Regions from separate parts of the Rattus norvegicus genome. Here region 1 is linked to region 2. The links are chromatin contacts, called in public Hi-C maps. All regions are on one chromosome and are shown on one strand. The core of a region is the stretch at or near the end of the contact, and the rest is flanking DNA. Distances in the headings are between cores, read along the strand shown. Region 1 overlaps Arhgap26 (Rho GTPase activating protein 26). Region 2 overlaps Arhgap26 (Rho GTPase activating protein 26).

What was found. Hi-C and Micro-C count contacts between places; a contact is called where the count stands out from the background.
Region 1: a Hi-C map of liver shows a contact between it and region 2, with 3 times the contacts expected there. The contact joins two enhancer-like sites. A contact is called at or near these places in 4 of 12 Hi-C or Micro-C datasets (the Rat2 cell line, kidney, liver and 1 more).

What each region holds. Positions count from the first base shown.
Region 1 is chr18:31,294,333-31,297,928 of GRCr8, forward strand. All of the region lies in intron 11 of Arhgap26 (Rho GTPase activating protein 26), which reads left to right. It overlaps LOC134482937 (a long non-coding RNA gene), which reads right to left. Exons shown (of 2, transcript XR_010059688.1): 1 at 1,124-3,596. Among named protein-coding and RNA genes, the nearest start is that of Arhgap26, 210 kb to the left of the region's middle. Within about 2 kb of position 1,414, at least 21 of the 93 cell types and tissues checked have an H3K27ac peak or open chromatin away from gene starts, as enhancers often do. A contact at or near this core is called in liver, where this site is marked.
Region 2 is chr18:31,236,516-31,240,204 of GRCr8, forward strand. All of the region lies in intron 10 of Arhgap26 (Rho GTPase activating protein 26), which reads left to right. Among named protein-coding and RNA genes, the nearest start is that of Arhgap26, 150 kb to the left of the region's middle. Within about 2 kb of position 1,851, at least 51 of the 93 cell types and tissues checked have an H3K27ac peak or open chromatin away from gene starts, as enhancers often do. A contact at or near this core is called in liver, where this site is marked.

The sequences.
Region 1 (3,596 bases), core at 164-2,663, 57 kb after region 2:
GCCAAAAGTAAAAAGTCATCAGAAGGAAATACAGCGAGATCTTAGTATTATTAGATTGGCAAATGTTTCTCATAGGGCACAGAAGACAGGGAGCCTGCCAAAAATTGGCTTCCTTAAAATTAAAAACTTGTGTCTATCAAAAGGCGACATTAAGAAATTCATAGGCTAACCTACAGGATGGTAGCAAGTGTTGGTAAAATATACACTACATAAATGCAAGTCCATAGTATACAGAGAGTTTGTAAAACTCTGCAGTAAATAGAACAACCCAATTCAAAGATGGACAGAAGATTTGAAGACACATCATGGAAAAAAAGGCAAGAATACTGAAAAAGCACATGAAAAGTGCTTGCTATAAACCTCAGGGAAGTGCACAGAAAAGGCTAAAACTGCCATGGACACTCAAGTGGTAGATAGCAATACAGCCACACTGGAGAAAGTTTTCCTATTTGATAATAACAAACAATATTATAACCTGGAATCCACCAGATCTACTCTTGGATATTCAAGAAAAATGAATATGTGTGCTCTCAAAAATACTTGCAGAAAAATAATTGAAGTGGTCTTATTTATGATACCTAAACACAGACTTAGTGCACAGCAACGCCATAAAACAAATAAACAAACAAACAAACATAAAAAAACTGGTGATATATTCAATAATAAAATATTCAGCAGAATTGGTGTAAAAATATTGATTCATACCATAGCATGGATAAATCACAGAAAGATTACAGAGTGAAACAAAATAACCCAAGAATATATGATGTGTGGTTCCAGTTTTATGACAGAGCAAAACAACACACTCGTGTGTGTGTGTGTGTGTGTGTGTGTGTGTGTGTGTGTGTGTGTGTGTGTGTTTGATGGAGAGGACTGTTAACTTGGGAGGTGGGGGGTGGTTTCTTGGTAGTGTCCTGAGAGAACTCATGTTAGAGATGATGAAAATGTTCCTGTCTTGATAGTGGCTTAGCTTACATGGATATATAAAATTGTCACAATTTATGATTGGCATACTTAAGAAAAGTGTATCTCTTAACTTGTCAATTTTATTTTAAAAGATTGAAGACTATTAAACTTTAGTAAATAACATGCACACTGGAGTGTTGTAATGCCAATTACTCACCTCAGTGCTCATCAAGGGATCTACAGCTCTGTGATGACCGTGGGTCGAAGCAGATGAAGCAGAATTTGCACAACCACAAGTGTAGGGTGTGGGTGTGTTCTCACCTGTCTAGCCTTTCCTGTGTGTTAGAATTCCCATAGTAAGTTGTTGGGATCTAATGGAGTCCATTACTGGCCACACTGACTGTACATTCTGAGCAGGCATTCATTGGAGGAGGTTGGTTTATGGAGGAGGACAGAGTATAGTTGCCAAAAAAAGAATGCATGGGGCTGGGTGGCCGGGGACTGGGCCTGTCTCCAGGGCGGGGCTTCGTCCCAGATGTGTGGGTGTCCTGGGGTGATTCCACTCCTTTCCATGCCACATGGAGGTCACATGGAGGCAAGGAAGGGCTCAGCTTGTGCTTTTTCTGCTGCCTTTACATTGTCACTGAAATCCTTTCTTGACTTGAACACAGATTTCTTTTTTCTTCCTTTGCAACCAGTTTTTATTTATATTGGCTAAGATGCCGATCTTCCGTTGAAAGCTAGGGAAGTTGCTTGTTCAGGGGTTTTTAGGATTTCTGAATATGAAGTGCAAGGAAATTGCATAACACTGCAGCACACTGTTTCCTCTGCTGTTGCCCGAAATACAGTAGTTCCTTCTAGAAGCTTGAAGGAATTTGGCAGTGCCTACCTCCTGATGGTCTGCTGTGGTGTTATCCTGATTTGAGATCAAGTTTTTCCTGAGGTCAAACAACAAAGCTTCCTGAATTATAACTATGGCAACAGTGTTTATGCAGCACACAAATCAAAGCCCGGGGGTTAGGTGGTGTGGGGAGAGGTGTACATATAGCATTCAGGGTAAATAACCACAGACTTTATCCTCATGCTTAAATCACGAGAATTAGAAACAAGTGGAAAGAAAGACCTAGCTTATCCCTAGGCCCTGGTAGTCACTTGCTATCTGTGTGCCCTAGGGGGCACTGTCCCACCTCTCCTTTGGAAATTATATCACCTTAAATGGTGATGTCTCACTCTGAGAAGCCCAAGTGCCAACTGCACTTAAAAAGGAAAGGCTTTGACATATAGAAAACCTGCTCGCCCAGCTCCTCAAGTCTTGCTTCTGAGCCTAAGAGAAGGACCCCAAGGGAGGAATGTCATCTTGTGTCTTAATCCACCCCCCTTTCCTCTAATTATAAATAATTTCTTGGACACTGGTCTATGCTTGGCACTGTATTTGGTGCATTTCCTCCTACTTGACTTCTCATACAGACAGTAGAAGGATCTCCTCAAAGGAGAATGGAAACAATGAAGAATGAAAGTCTGTACTTGGAAGTGTTAAGTTCTGTAGAACTGACTGTACATGTGGTTAGAGGTCAAAGAAGGGAGCCATTAGGGTAGTCTGTGACTCTTAAGGGAGTCAGGAGCCTTGTGGAAAATGTAGGCAAAGGAAAATAACATTTAGAGCACCTTCAGGCTGCAGGAGAGCTAGTTTTGATTCTCACAATGCTCTCATAAAGTGTTGTTACTTAGCTCTACTTCACAATGAGAAAGCAGAAATGTCAGATGATCATCCGAGGGCACAGAGCTCGAAGGTAGAGCCAGGCATTACTGTGAAGTCTCTTCAGCCCACAGTCCACATCTACCACCTAACTGCCTCACCAAAACTAATTCCCCCCTGTTCTGGAATTTGCCCAAGACCTATATCACGATTAACTCTCCCAAATGCATTAATATGCATCAGGCCCAGGAATACCAAGGACTGCCTCTAAATGAAGACAAGCCCACTCCATTAGGAGTGACACCACGTTAGCCCCAGTGCCATAGCAGACATGAAGAGCTCTGTACCATCAGCTTGCACACTGCCTTCTCTTCACCTTCATTTCATTGGGGAGGTGAGTATTCTCTGTCTTCCACACAACAACCCTTGGAGATTTGAACACTGATACTGTGACATCTTGAAGACTTTTCTTCAACCAAAACTGTGGCTTAGGGAAACATCTTACAAGAGTGATATGTGCCTCAGGTTAGAATAGTGACAGAGACAATGGAATCAGTAAGTCCTGAGGGAAGGCCCATATCAAAGTCCAAGTGAGAAGTCAAAGAAAATATGATTTAGGGCAATAGAGAAAGAAATGGGGCAAGAAATTAGCTCCAGATACGTGATAGCAGTGGAACATTTTTCTCCTGTGGGCTTTGTTGTTGCTTTGTTTTTGTCCCATTACTCTTGGCTGTAAGTCAGGGGTCACAAATTTTGAAAAGAACTGAGATGTTCCTGGTTCACTGTGGAAAGATCAAGAATGACCCCTGTGCATGTTTAGATGAATAGGTTTAAATGATACTGGAATCCAGTGTCCCTTCACGTTGTGGCTTCTCTTACCTTTGCCTGGCCCATTTTACTTATGCTTCACTTCCATGATGGTGGGGTTGTCCATACAGCTTTAGATATGTATCTAGTTCCTTTAGCAATGTAGCATGCCCTCCTTTCCAATGCT
Region 2 (3,689 bases), core at 601-3,100:
GGAAAATATTTACTTAAGCTGAAGAATCATGGGGGTAGTCACTTGCCAGCATCCCTTGGATTGGTTTGTTTTAAAGAAATTTCTCACAGATGTAAGTGACACATAGATTATTTTCTCCCTAATGTTTTCCATGAGCGGCCACCAAACCATATGGTAAGTAATAGAAATAGAAACTAAAGGGTTCTTTTGATTCACTGAACCAGAGTGGTGGGGTGGGGGGGTAATGTTTACACTCAGGGAAAGGAAACAGTTAGTATGTTTTAGCTTTTTTTGAAGACTAGCTGACTCCAACAGAAACTCTGTCTGCTAAACACTTCTTTCCAGCACTGCCAAACGCAGAGGTGCAGCAAAGACAGATCACTTGGTGGTGGTGGTGGTCGTAGTGGTGGTGAACGACACAGGGGGTTGGGAACTGGGGACCACAAGGACACCTATACCCTTAAATTCACTGTTTCCTCTCTCTCATCAGACTACAGGGTGCACCCAGGCCCCGATTAGGCTTTTCTGACAGGTGTCAGTCACTTTAGGAATCTATGGGTTTTTCTTCTGTAAAACCCTCACCTGATTCTTTGGGTCATTCTGAAGTTCTCCTGCAGATGCTGCATCAGCAGTTGTGAACTAGTTTTCCTGAACCTTTCTCAGCTCTCTCTCACACACATTCTGCCAATTCTGCGCCCTCCTTCCCCACAGTAGTAGCCACTTCCCTGTAGTAGCCAGGTAACACATTTTCTTTGTATTGGTTGGCTAGCTGTTCAGTTTGAAATGTTTTGGGTACTTCTGTTTAATTCTGTTTATCTCAGATGATTTGCTTTTAGAGGCAGAAAGACCATAATTTCTTGCAGCCTTTAGCATAGCACTATTGTATATGATTGCCCAATATTAATTTTTTATGGTGAGTACAGTTTTGAAATTGCATTATTTATTTTTTCCTCTGGGAGTTTAGTAATGAGACTAGAGAACATTAGTTAGCTGCTAATTAAATTAAAGCTCTAGCAAGTACACACATAATTTGCTTTTGTGTAGAGATATGGTAGTATAAGTGAAGCCAGAATAACAGAAGCTAGACATTTATGGAAGATCTGAATTAAAAAAAAAATTAGTACCTTCCAGTCAGCAAGCATCTTTCCAAGTTGTATTTTCAGAGAAGGATGCATATTGTAGGTTGAATAAGAGATAGAGGGAGCCCTAGGTTTGAAGGCAGGACTGACTCTCACTAGCCACAGGACTGGTACTAAGATGGTGCTGGTTGTGACTGCCGGGGTTGTTTTGAAGCTGGGATATAGCAGTGTCCCTCTCTGATGGTGTCCCACGTGTGTAAATGTTTTTGTATGCTCCGAACTATGGGACTTAATTTTTCTCCTGGTAAACCTTACCTTTGCTAAAAGTCCTTCCACACTGCCTTGCGGTAAGCTTGCTTCTTTTCCCATAGCCTTGTCGATTTATATGAGAGTGACTTGAGGCACTGGAAGGGTTCCTGTGAAGAAGGCCCACTAGGGGGAGATTCTGAAGGCAGTGCTGTGCTTCCTAACTTGATTCCCACAAAAGAGGAAGTTTTATGTCCACATTCAGTTTATGATCTCCCCAGGAAACCATTCTAATTTTAAATGAAGGTAGTTTACGGTCTGGCTTGGTATGAGTATGGTGAATAGGTCGTTTTGAGTGTCTTTGTGAAACTGTGTGACTCTTGAGATTGTTTTCCAACGAGGATCGATCCATCTTACGTAACAGGCTGTTTGAGTGTTCGGCCTCTAGGTGGCAGTTTTGCACGTGCATTGGTGGCTCGTGGGTCTATGAAGTGTACTCGTCCTTTAGACACTGGTAATTCGAAGACAGCTGCGTGTGTGGTTTCTGTAGAAGCGACAGTTTATATGGCTATTACTACTTAAGACAGAGAGTATTTTCAGTGAGTCATTCTTTCTCTTGAAGTTCCTTCCTCTCACCCTTTTCACAGATCGTTCATACCTACTTTCTGGCAACAACTAGCTGGCCCGCCCAGTTTGTCAGGCCTCTTTAAATATGGCAGTTTAGCTGGGTGAACCAAGATGCTAGATTCTTTGCTTCGGGATGATGCATGTGAGGACAGCAGACTCGTCCTTCTGTCCAGCCTGTGCAGAGAACCAGGCCTCTCTGTCCCATTACAGTCTTTATCTCACAGAGCCACAGAGCGGATGAACTGTTTTTCCTGGTTTCAGTCTTCCCGCCCCTCCCCTTCTCGCTGCCTGTTTGAAATGCTACTTGACTTTGCCTTCCTGCCGGTTGGGTTGGAGTGCTGGTCTCTATGCCATTGACCTTTCAGGCAGGAAATGGGTTTTCCTTCCTCAGAGGGTGTTATGCTGCTCTGACAGCATGGCCAGGGGTGGAGTGGCCAGTGGGGGATGGGCATCATTCTTTCTGAATTGCTTCCTGGCTCTTAGGGATAGATAGCAAGCTGTCTGTTCGTTTTGCCTTCTAATTAAGTGAGAGCGTTGGCTATCTGAACCTGTTTTAAGTAGGAGTGGGTTTTGCTGGCTAGAGGAGTGGATGGGAGGGCGACCTAGGCAACGGCCGTCCGTCCTCTAATCAGTGCAGTGAAATGTGTTGGTGAGTGCACACATTTATCTGCCAGCTTCTCAATGTAGGGCTTAAAAAACAACTCAACACCAAAAATGTGTTATTACATAATTCTCAAGAGGGAGAGCAACGAAGCAGTAAATTCCACCTGCTCTGTTCATCATGAGACCAAAGAACCTTAGTGGCACAGAGGGTGGTGGATGAGGCAACGTAAGGAGGGCTTTGCTCAGCTCGCCTTCAGTAGTGGTAACGAGGGTTCCTGTTACTTTGCGTTGCGCCCGTCCCATTAGTCAGCAAAGCTTTTTCCTGGTGTACTGTGGTAACCTGTGCCTGTTGCTGTAGCAGTTATGTTCACGGGCCATGAAGTTTAACAAGCTAGAAATTCATCTGGTCTTCTAGGACTTTAAAATCTTTCAAAATAACTCTGTGTGAAGCTGTCTGATGGGGCTGGCAGTGATTATTCTCTGGACTGTCCCTATTGCCAGGGTCCTCCTCGGTCTCCAATCTTTCCTCTCAGGAGGTGAGTGCTGTAGGCTTTTGCTGATTATGATCCATTCATTCATTAGAATCAGACTCTTACTAACTTATTGATTCAAAGCTGCTGAGGAAAACATCTTAGGGAGTACGTGGAAGGTTACTCCCTTCCTTCCTCTCTCCAAGTTGATAGTCTTGGACTCTAGGGCACATACGCTTGTCACAGATAAGGCCACTGTAGCATTATGGCATAAGCATAGGTCTGGTTTTAGTTTCTGACCCACCTGGATATAACATCAGAGTTAGCCCTTAATAGCAACGTGGCATCTTTCACTTTTAGAAAGAGTCCCAAAGGCCTGGAGATGTGGCTGAGAGGTAGAGGTACCTAGCATGTCTGAGCCCCAAGTTCAATCGCCAGCAACACAAATAGAAAAAAAGTAAATAAGCAATGAAATCGGATAAAGGAGGCCCAGCAAGTGGCATTTAATTCATATGTTTATTGTGAGAAAGAAGTGATAGTTGACAAAATCCTTAGCACAGTGTTTGGCATGTAATAAGGATCTCTGGTTTCTCTCACCTGGGATCCACCAGGTTAACATTCCGGGTGACAGCTGCCTCTGTGACCTGCACTTACTCTGTTCTTTCTTTTTCATACGCCTTGAACC